Regions from separate parts of the Sarcophilus harrisii genome. Here region 1 is linked to region 2. The links are chromatin contacts, called in public Hi-C maps. All regions are on one chromosome and are shown on one strand. The core of a region is the stretch at or near the end of the contact, and the rest is flanking DNA. Distances in the headings are between cores, read along the strand shown.

Region 1 (4,842 bases), core at 1,489-3,988, 130 kb after region 2:
AATGCGGTCATCACATTTATTGTTATAACTGTCCCATCACAAAACAATGAGAATTTATTAAGGACTTCCTCCACCCCATGTTACATTGTTCTTAGGACCCCAATTTTACACATGACTGACAGCTTCTTTGACATCCAGTTCAATAGGAAACATTTCCTAGGAGGGCATTTCCTTTGGGACTCCAGGTTATCAAGTTTTATGAGACACTGTTGAGATTATCAGATAGAGTAAGACTCTTCCTGTACCAGGTCACTAGAATGATGAATGACCAGGTGACAAGGTGAGACCTCCCAAACATATATTAGCAATATGGGGTCCTGTCACAAGTCATCCCAAAAGAATTTATCAATAAATCAAAGGATAAAGATTTTATTACACAGCTAAGAGCAGGCTAAATCCATGATCATCTTTAGCAAGGAAAGGGATTTTAGCCATTAACAAGGGGAAACACAAGTTTCCTAGGGGAACTCACAATCAACCAGGAGGAAGACACTGTTAAAGGAAAGATGCCAAGAGTTGGAATTAAGCCACTGACTGATGAACTAAAATGAATAGAGAAGTTTAGCAGACTAATCATTAAGTGGTGGGCTAAACCTAAAAGGGATTTAGCACTCTAAAAACAGTTAGCAAAGATCTACATTAGGAGCAGATCTTTGATAGGGGAAATATAATCTTGGGGTTTTGACATCATAACTTGGTTTTCTGGTTTGATGTAATAAAGTTGAAATTTCTAAAGATCTTCACTTGGGGTGAGACTGTAGCAAGAGTCCACAAAGCAATGATCTTGTGATTTGACCTTATCTTTAGGGGCAGAAGGGATGCCATTATATCTGGCCCCTTGACATACATTTCCTCTTCCTGTCCCCCAGACCTCATAGATCCACAGCCCTTGGCTTAATGTACTGAAACTTCCTATCTGGTCCTCACTCCTTTCCTGTGTGAGTAGGAGCTAGTCACTCACCCACTCCTCTTCCATACTGGGAAATCTGGGCTCATCTTGCATAATCACAACATTGTCTTCATTGTCTTTAGCAAAATGGTTTTTTTTAAAAATGAGTCTTTCTTCCCTTCTTAGACTACAAGCCACAAAGTGGGAAATGTTGAAGATTCTGCCCTCCATGCCCTAGGATAGAGTTCCTACAATGTCTAGCCTTAAGATTTGAGGGAGACTGCCAAATTGGGTCTATAGCAAGTATTCTTCACCCACAACTTTCTTGAAATCTCCCCTCCCCTCCCTCCTTAATGTTGGCGCCTTCCCTCTGAGAGGTTTTCTAATTTGTCCTCAATTGGTCTTACTTGTAGAATCCTGTCCATATTGTCACCTCTATTATGAGACAGGGACCTTTACCTTTCTTTGTTTCCCCAGTTCTTAGCACATGATCTGAAACATAGCAGGTGTTTACACAGTAATATTGACCAAGCTAATCAAAGGCCTCTTGAGTTCTTAGACCTCCCTTCTTTCCATCCTTCCCATTCAGCTCCATCCAGAGCCATCTTGGCTCAAATTCTTATGCCCTCGCCATTCCCTCCTGCCAAAGGATGGCTAATGGTCCTCCTTCATTGTGCTGAATGATATATATATATATATAGATATATATAGATATATATAGATATATAGATAGATAGATATAGATATAGATATAGGTATTCTATATATATCTATATAACTTTTTATGTTTCAAAACATATGCATGGACAATTATTCAACATTAGCCCTTGCAAAACCTTGTGTTCCAATTTTTCCCTCCCTTCCCCAACCCCTCCTCTAGATGACAAATAATCCAATGGTATATATTGTTTCCTTTGAGCCTCCTCACAAGCCTGGGACATGGGTACTAGTATTATCCTTCCCACTGCACAGTTGAAGAAACAGAGGCAGATAGTTGAATTGGCCCAAGGTCATAAAGCTACAAAGTGTCTGAGGCAAGATTGAATTCACTTCTACTTGGGCCCAGACCCAGTCTTCTCTCAACTAAAGAGTGGGAAGGATTGCTGGGAGTCCTGAAAGGGTGCAGGAAGAAGATGGTCCCAATCTGCTCCCACCAGGGGGGAAGAAACTGTAGTCTGCATGATTCCCTATTCCCACTCCCAGCCTTGTTAGATCCTCCCAGAAGCCACCGTAAACCACCTGAGGAAGGGCCAGGCCCTGTTACCTGCCTTGACAGGGGAGGGGAGGAGAGACAAGACCCAGAAGTCCTAAAGGCCCCAAGCACATTCAGTGGCTCTGCCTCCATTCTCTGTGCATCTTTTGGGGTCTAAACACTGTCTACTGATGAGGAAAATAAAGGAACTGGGGTCAGGTATCAGTTCTACTGGACAGTAGGTAATTCTTAGTGAGTCTTGTTCCCCTGGGGGACAGAAGCATTTCTCCGTGGACAGTGGGGGGGATCTGTTCAGGGGAGGGCTCCCCAGGAGAGGCAGGAAACCACAGTAGCTGGGAGGGGAAGAAAGAGCAGGAGGGAGGAGGAGGAGAAAGTGAGAAGCTAAGTCCCTGCCCTGTGGGCCCTTGTGATCCAGGCAGATAGAAGAACTACAGCTCTGAAGAGAGACCTCAGTCTTCCAGAGAAGGAGGAGACCAAGAGACCCATCTCTGGGTTGCCCCAGGGACAGCCTTAGCCTAGACAGCAGCAGGGACACCTCCAGGGTCTGCCCTTGAGCCTGTACAGGGAAGACACAGCTCAGGAAAGCAGAGAGATTCCTGGGAAGGAGACGGGGTGACACAGCCACAGCCCAGCCCCATGGAGAGTCCCTCAGAACCTCAGCACAGGGCAGTCAGCCCCTGGAGGGGGCTCCTGCTTACAGGTGAGACACCAGCTCTTCAGGAGCCTGGGGGAGGGCAGAGGCAGCTGGTGGAATTCTGACCCAGATGGAGACGGGGACCAGAGGGAAGCGGACCAGTCCTAGGGTTCTATCCTAGACATGGTCTAAGTAGACTTGACCAGGGAATCTTCCCTAATCAGGGGCAGAGGAAGTAACAGCAGCTCAAAGCTATCCATCCACATCCTGACACTCAGGTCAATGTCCAGTGCTGGAACTGAGCAGTGGGGAAGGGAAGCTTTACAGTCAGAGGAGACCTGGGTGTGGATCCCAGCTCTGATGTGTACTGGCTGCATGACCATGGTCAGGACCCCTAGATTCTTAACTTGGGTTTACCTGGAATACCACCTTCCTCTCAGTGAGACCTTAAAAGTATCAGCCTTAAAATGCACCCAGGGTTTAGTGAAAAGGAGCTTCCTGGGTTTGGGGCCAGCAGATCTGGGTTCAAGTATTGCCTTTGCCTTTTCCTATTTCGTATCAGTCAGATGTCTCACCTTACCTGGACCTCAGTTTCCTTGTTTGTAAATTGAGAGCACTGGGTTCAGGAATCTCTAAAGTCTGGTTTTTGTCCTCAGCCACAACACTTTGTTGCTTCATTTCTGCCTCCATTGCCTTGCCGGACACACTGGCAGATCTGTTCTGAATCAAGCCCGGGGAGGAAGCTGAAAATGTGTCACATACCAAAGGCTCCAATTCTCTGCAGAGGCTGGGGCCTTTACGTGATGTGGAGGCCCAGGATTCCCTGCAAACACCCCCACTGAGCCCCCAGCAGCCCCCAAGGCAGGCTGAGCAGCCCCCACCCTTATGTCAGGGACAGCTCAGTGGCCTTGGTCTCTCAGGAGGGCAGTGGGATCCTGCTGACCTCTGCCTCCTTCCTTCCCTTTCAGCCTCCATCCTCAGCTGCTGGATCCAACCGACGTCTGCTCAAATCTCTGTTGTGTCAAACCCTCTCTATGGGGAAGTGAACCGCAATGTCACCTTGGATATCCAGGACTACTCAGGCCGGGCTGTCTCCTATACTTGGTTCAGAAAAACAATAACAGATCCCAACGAGATCGCTGTCTACACAGTTGAAAATAGAGAGCAGGATCCTGGAGATATCTGGAAGAAGGTGTTCCCCAATGGCTCCCTGCTGATCCCTGACCTCACCCTCAGTGATTCTGATGACTACATTGTAGTCATTGTTAATTCTAAATGCTCCATAGTTGCACAAGGACATTTAGCAGTGTATGGTAAGTGCTGCCCTTCCCCTGGGCCATGTCTCACTCCTATTCCCTCCCTCAGTCTGGGGTGAGAAGCTCCCCTAAGGGAGCAGGGAGAATGCAGAGCATGATTCCCCCCCCCCATAATTAAGGCCAAAGAGGCAAGAGCCCCTCCAACCCAGATCAGTATGATCATAGGTCACTGGGACCACTGGAGAGGAGAGAGGTCCCCAGCTTCTGAGGCTCTAAGTGTTATTATTGGGGGTAACTTCCTGCTTCCTGCCAGCTTTCCCAGACCATACTCTGAAACTAAGAAGAGCCTTGAGGGCTTGGAGGGATGTCTAGCCCTTTTCAGTTGTGCTTGAGCCAGTCAATTTGACTCTGAAGTTCACCTTCCCTAAGACAGTTAAAAATCTACTGGGGATGGAGGGAGCATTGCTGGGTCTGGGGGGAGCATTGCTGAGTCTGGGTACTGCTGGGCCCAGGAGAGCTCACATCCACACTACGCACAGCCCAAGAGCCAGACGCCCAACGGCCTTGGTGCCCAGAACCTTCTGTCTTCTGAGACTTCCAGAGCTGGGAGCCAGACCCCAGAGGAAGGACCCCTGTGTCACCTCCATTTCCTTGAGAAATAGGCAAGATCAGAGGCTCCAGGGTTCTGGGAAGGGTCAGGTGGAGACAGAGGATTCCAGCTCCCCTGAACCCCATCCACATGAGGAGAAAACCAATTCAGGGCCCAGGGGGAACCAAGAGGTCATTTGGAGCTCCAAGGAAGGACATCGTTCCCGACAAGGAGAGTTTTCCTGCTGGGAAATAGGCTAAC
Region 2 (5,176 bases), core at 1,873-4,372:
CTTAGAAATTTACTCTCCTACAAGCAGAAGAATGAAGAGGTGATCTTCAAGGTCTTCTCCAGCTCAAAGAAGCTGTTATATTGGGAAGCTGAGGCAAGCAGGACTGACTTTTCTTGAACCTTTGTGACCCAAGTAGGGCCCAGATATGAATCTTCCCTAATAAGGCATTCCCTGTACTTGAAAGGTCAGCTTTGCTATAAGAAAGGTGTGTGTCCCATAATAATGGGGCAACTTCAGCAGGTTCACAGGGCTGCCTCTTAGGTCACCCTTCCCCAGCTCTTGAAGGATTAATTTCCAAAGTGAACTAAGAAATATTTGAGTTTTTCTGACCTTCTTTCTCCCCTATTTTGGCAAAATTTATATTCCCTTCTATGGGCCATTTAAAGATGTTTAGAGTAAGAGAGAAAATGCTTCATTTCTTACAAAGACACCGAGAGACCCTTGTATCCAGTAAGGTCAGATGGGACTGGGCAAGAATCTGACAGGGCTGAGGTCAGCCAGTGACCTCTGAGGAGTGGGGAGTACATGCAGGGCAGTGAGCATGAACGTGCTGGGCAGTGAGCGTGCTCGGCAGTGAGCGTGCTCCTGGGACAGAAGGCCATGGCAGGACTTTGGGAAAGATGCCTTGATGGCAAGTAAGTACCTTATATCTAATATGGCAGAGTTGCTTAGGACTTAGAAAGACTGGCATTGAAACCATGTCTCAGAAAGTTATCAGCTGTATGACTCATTAGCAAGCCATTTAAGGTCTCTTTGTCTCAATTTCCTCACCTGTGAAATGGGATAATAGAGCTCATCTCACAGTAGTTGGGAGGATGAAATAAGACCATCTATGTAAAAGCTCTTTATAAAATTGCACACAGAAATGAGCTATTCCATGTTTATAGGGAGGTGGGTCCCAGTAAATGGGCTTGGACTTGAGGGGCAGAGAGGGACAGCAAGGCTTAGAAGAAGTATTTTCTGCTCAGTACTCTGAGCAGTTCTGACAGGAGCTATGGATGAAGGGTCATGGGAGAGAGGAGCAGGACATGGGCCACTTGGAGACAAGACACTGCTCACTACCCACCGTGGTTCGTAGTGGAAATAGTCACAGATTTGATGTCAGAGGGTCCTGAATTCCATTCCTTCCTCACTATGTGACTTTAGCCAAGTACTTTCCTCTCCTGAGCCTCAGTCTGACTATGTGACTCTGGCCAAATCACTCACTCTCTGTTTCTTTTTCCTCACTTGACTCTGGCCAAATCACTCACTCTCTGTTTCTTTTTCCTCACTTACAAATACAGCACCTCCGTCCCAGGGTCCTTGTGAGAATCAGATGAAATATGATGCCCAGAGCCCCCTGAACACTTTCTGGCTCCACATAATGATAGCCCTTGTTAGCCTATTTCCCAGCAGGAAAGCTCTCCTTGTTGGGAACTTGAGGGGGGCCCCAAATGTCTCCTTGGTCCCCCTGGGCACTGAATTGGTTTTCTCCTCTTCCAGCTGGGGCTCAGCAGAGCTGGAACCCTCTGTCCCAGGCTGACCCCTGATCTTGCCTGTTTCTCTAGGAAATGGAGGTGACACAGGGGTCCTTCCTCTGGAGTCTCACTCCCAGCTCTGGAAGCCTCAGAAGAACAGAAGGTCCTGGGCACCAAGGCCGTTGTGCGTCTGGCTCTTGGGCTGTGAGTAGTCTAGACGTGAGCTCCCCTGGGCCCAGCAGTCCCCAGACCCAGAAATGCTCCCCCCAGACCCAGCAATGCTCCCCCAACCCCAAGTAGGTTTTTAAATGTCTTAGCGAACAATTTACCTGCCTCAGGCACAATGGAAAGGGCCCCTCAGCGGCCCATCTTAGTTTCACTGTATGGTCTGGGAAAGCTGGGAGGAAGCAGGAAGTTATCCCCCAAACAGTTTAGAGCCTCAGAAGCTAGTGACCTCTGACCTCTCCAGTGTTCCCAGTGACCCAGGATCACACTGATCTGGGCTGGAGGGGCTCTGGCCTCTTTGGCCCACATTATGGGGGAGGGAGGGGGCTTATGCTCTTCATTCTCCCTGCTCCCTTAGGGGAGCTTCTCACCCCAGACTGAAAGAGGGAATAGAAGTGAGACATGGCCCAGGGGAAGGACAGCACTTACCATATACTGCTAAATGGCATTGTCTAACTGTTAAGAAGCCTTGACTGTTACTAATGGCTACAAGGTAGTCATCAGTGTCACTGAGGGTGAGGTGAGGGATGAGCAGGGAGCCGTTGGGGAACACCTTCTCCCGGATGCCTGCAGGGTCCTGCACGCCGGTTTCAACTTTGTATTTAGCAATCATGTAGCTAGGTAGTACTACTTTTCTGTACCAAGTATAGAAGACAGCCTGGGCTGTGTAGCCCTGGAGTTCCAAGGTGACGCTGCGGTTCACTTCCCCATAGGGAGGATTTGGAACAACAGTGATCAGAGCAGACGTTGGCTGGATCCAGCAGCTGAGGATGGAGGCTGAGAGGGGAAGAAGGAGGCAGAGGTCAGCAGGGTCCCTCTGCCCTCCTGAGAGACCAAGGCCACTGAGCTGTCCCTGACATAAGGGTGGGGGCTCCTGGGAGCTCAGTGGAGGTGTTTGCAGGGATTCCTGGGCCTGCACATCATGTGAAGGCCCAGCCTCTGCAGAGAATCGGAGCCTTTGGTATGTAACACATTTTTGGCTCCCTCCCCGGGCTTGATTCAGATCTGCCAGTGTGCCCAGCAAGGCAATGGAGGCAGAAATGAAGCAACAAAATGTTGTAGCTGAGAACAAAAACCAGACTTCAGAGATTCCTGAAACCAGTGCTCTCAATTTACAATGAAAGAAACTGAGGTCCAGGTAAGGTGAGACATGTGACTGATATGAAATAGGAAAGGGCAAAGGCAACATTTTAATTCCTGGTCCCAAATCCATGAAGGATCTTTTCACTGAATCCTGGGTACATTTTAAGGCTGACACTTTGGCTCCCAAAAATCACTGGGAGGATGGTGGTAGTCCAGGTAAACTCAAGCTAAGAGTCTAGGTGACCTGACCATGGTCACGCAGCCAGTACCCATCAGAGCTGGGATCCACATCCAGGTCTCCTGACTGGAAAGCTTCCCTTCCCCCCTTCAAAGGTGGCTCTGTCCCAGCACTGGACATTACCCCGAGTCTCAGGGATGTGAGTGCATAGATATGAACTGCTGCTGCGATGCTACTTCCCTCCTGCCTCTGGTTAGGAAAGACTCTTGGTCAAGTCTTCTTTGAAAATGACTAGAACAGAAGCCCTTATACTGGCCCCTTTCTCCCTTCTTCCCCACCCCTGGGCTCCTGCAGAGCTGGTGTCTCACCTGTGATCAGGAGCCCCCTCCAGGGGCTGAGTGCCCCACTCTGAGGCTCTGAACGGCTCTCCATGGGGCTGGGCTGTGGCTGTGTCACCCTGTCTCCTTCCCAAGAATCTCTCTGCTTTCCTTAGCTGTGTCTTCTCTGTACAGGCTCAAGGGCAGACCCTGGAGGTGTCCCTGCTGCTGTCCAGGCTAAGGCTGTCTCTGGGGGCAGCCTGGAGCTGGGTCTCTTGGTTGCCTCCTTTTCTGGAACACTGAGGTCTCTCTCTTCAGAGATGGAGCTTTTCTATCTGCCTGGATCACAAAAACCCCACAGGGCAGGAACTTAGCCTTTGACTTTCTCCTCGCTCCTCCCTCTTCTCTCCTCCCTTCTCTCTCCTCCTCTTTCTTCCCCTCCCAGCTGCTGTGATGTCCTTCCTCTCAGGGGAGCCCCTCACCTGCACAGATCCCCCCCAATGCCTATGGAGAAGTGGTTCTGTCCCCCAGAGGAACATGTATATCACTCAATATTACCTACTGTTCAGTAGAACTGATACCTGATCCCTGACTACTTTATTTCCCTGCTGGAGCAGACATTGTTTAGACCCCAAAATGAGCACAAAGGATGCAAAGGACAGAGGTACTAAATGTTTGGATCCTTATTTGGGGCTTTTAGCACCCAGACTGTCTCCCCTACCCCATCAGGCTAGGTCATAGTGTGCTGGCCTTCCCTTAGGTGGTTTACCATGACTTCTGGGAGGATCCCACAGGGCTGGGATGATGCTGACTAGAGCTGCTCCTCTCTCTGGTGGGAACAGATCGGACCATCTTCTTTTCGCTGCACCCTTCCAGGACTCCCAGCAATCCTCCCCCATCTTTCATTGAGAGAAGGTTGGGTCTGGATCCCAGCAGAAGAGAGTTCGAATGGATCCTCACACACTTTATAGCTTTATGTCCTTGGGCAAACTGAACTATCTGCTTCAGTTTTCTCAGTTGTGCAATGGGAAGGATAATACTAGCACCCAGGTCCCAGGCTTGTGGTGAGGATCAAATGATCCTCCTATATGTAAATCATTTAGCACAGTGAAGGAGGACCCGTGGGCATCCTTTGGGAGAAGGGAATGCTAAGAGCATAAGGATGGCTCTGGATGGAGCTGAATGGGAAGTAGGGAAAGGGGGAGGGGTCTAAGAACTCATGGGGCTTTTGATTAGGTTAATCAATAAACACTTTGAAAGCACCTACTAAGTTCCAGGCAGTGTGTTAAGCACTGGGGATATAAAGAATGGTAAAAATCCCTGTCTCCTGATGGAGAAGACAACATGGACAGAATTCTAAATATAATGAGGACAAAATGGAGAACATGTCAGAGAGAAGGCACCAGCATTAAGGGGGATGGGCTACAGAGGGTAGTGTCTCCCTCACATAGGCCGTCTCCCTCTAATCTTAAGTCAGACATTGTCTGAGTTCTATCCCGGTGCATGGAGGGCAGAATCTCCACCGTTCCCCTTCTGCAAAAACTCATGAAAAAGTCCATTTCTCTAAAGACAATGAATACAATCTTGTGAGTCTTCAAGGTCAACCCGTATCTCCCAATGTTGATGAGGAGTGGGCCAGTGACTACCCCTAATCACACAGGAAATAAGTGAGAACCAGCTATGAAGTTTCAGTACATTAAGGCCAAGAGCTGTGAATCTCTGAGGAGGGGAAGAGGAAATGTGGGGCAAAGAACCAGATGCAATGGCATCTCCTTCCCCGTCAAGATAAGGTGAAAAATCATAAGAGCATCGCATCTGACAGTGGCAGAAAGAGACCCAAAGAGGTGGTGCCCTGCCCAGGCTCACAGGGGGAACAAGCAAAAGCAAGGCTTCTACCCCCAAATCCAGCCTTGGGC

The links. A called contact is a pair of places that touch in the nucleus more often than the background predicts.
Region 1: a contact with region 2 is called in a Hi-C map of heart, with 12 times the contacts expected there. The contact joins the promoter of LOC111720307 here to the promoter of LOC100927775 in region 2. A contact is called at or near these places in 2 of 3 Hi-C or Micro-C datasets (fibroblasts and heart).

What each region holds. Positions count from the first base shown.
Region 1 is chr3:594,158,249-594,163,090 of mSarHar1.11, forward strand. It overlaps LOC111720307 (carcinoembryonic antigen-related cell adhesion molecule 21-like), which reads left to right and starts at 2,739. Exons shown (of 3, transcript XM_031961665.1): 1 at 2,739-2,802; 2 at 3,705-4,049. The coding sequence starts at 2,739.
Region 2 is chr3:594,023,806-594,028,981 of mSarHar1.11, forward strand. It overlaps LOC100927775 (carcinoembryonic antigen-related cell adhesion molecule 5-like), which reads right to left and starts at 3,123. Exons shown (of 14, transcript XM_031961664.1): 1 at 3,015-3,123; 2 at 2,112-2,459. The coding sequence starts at 3,123.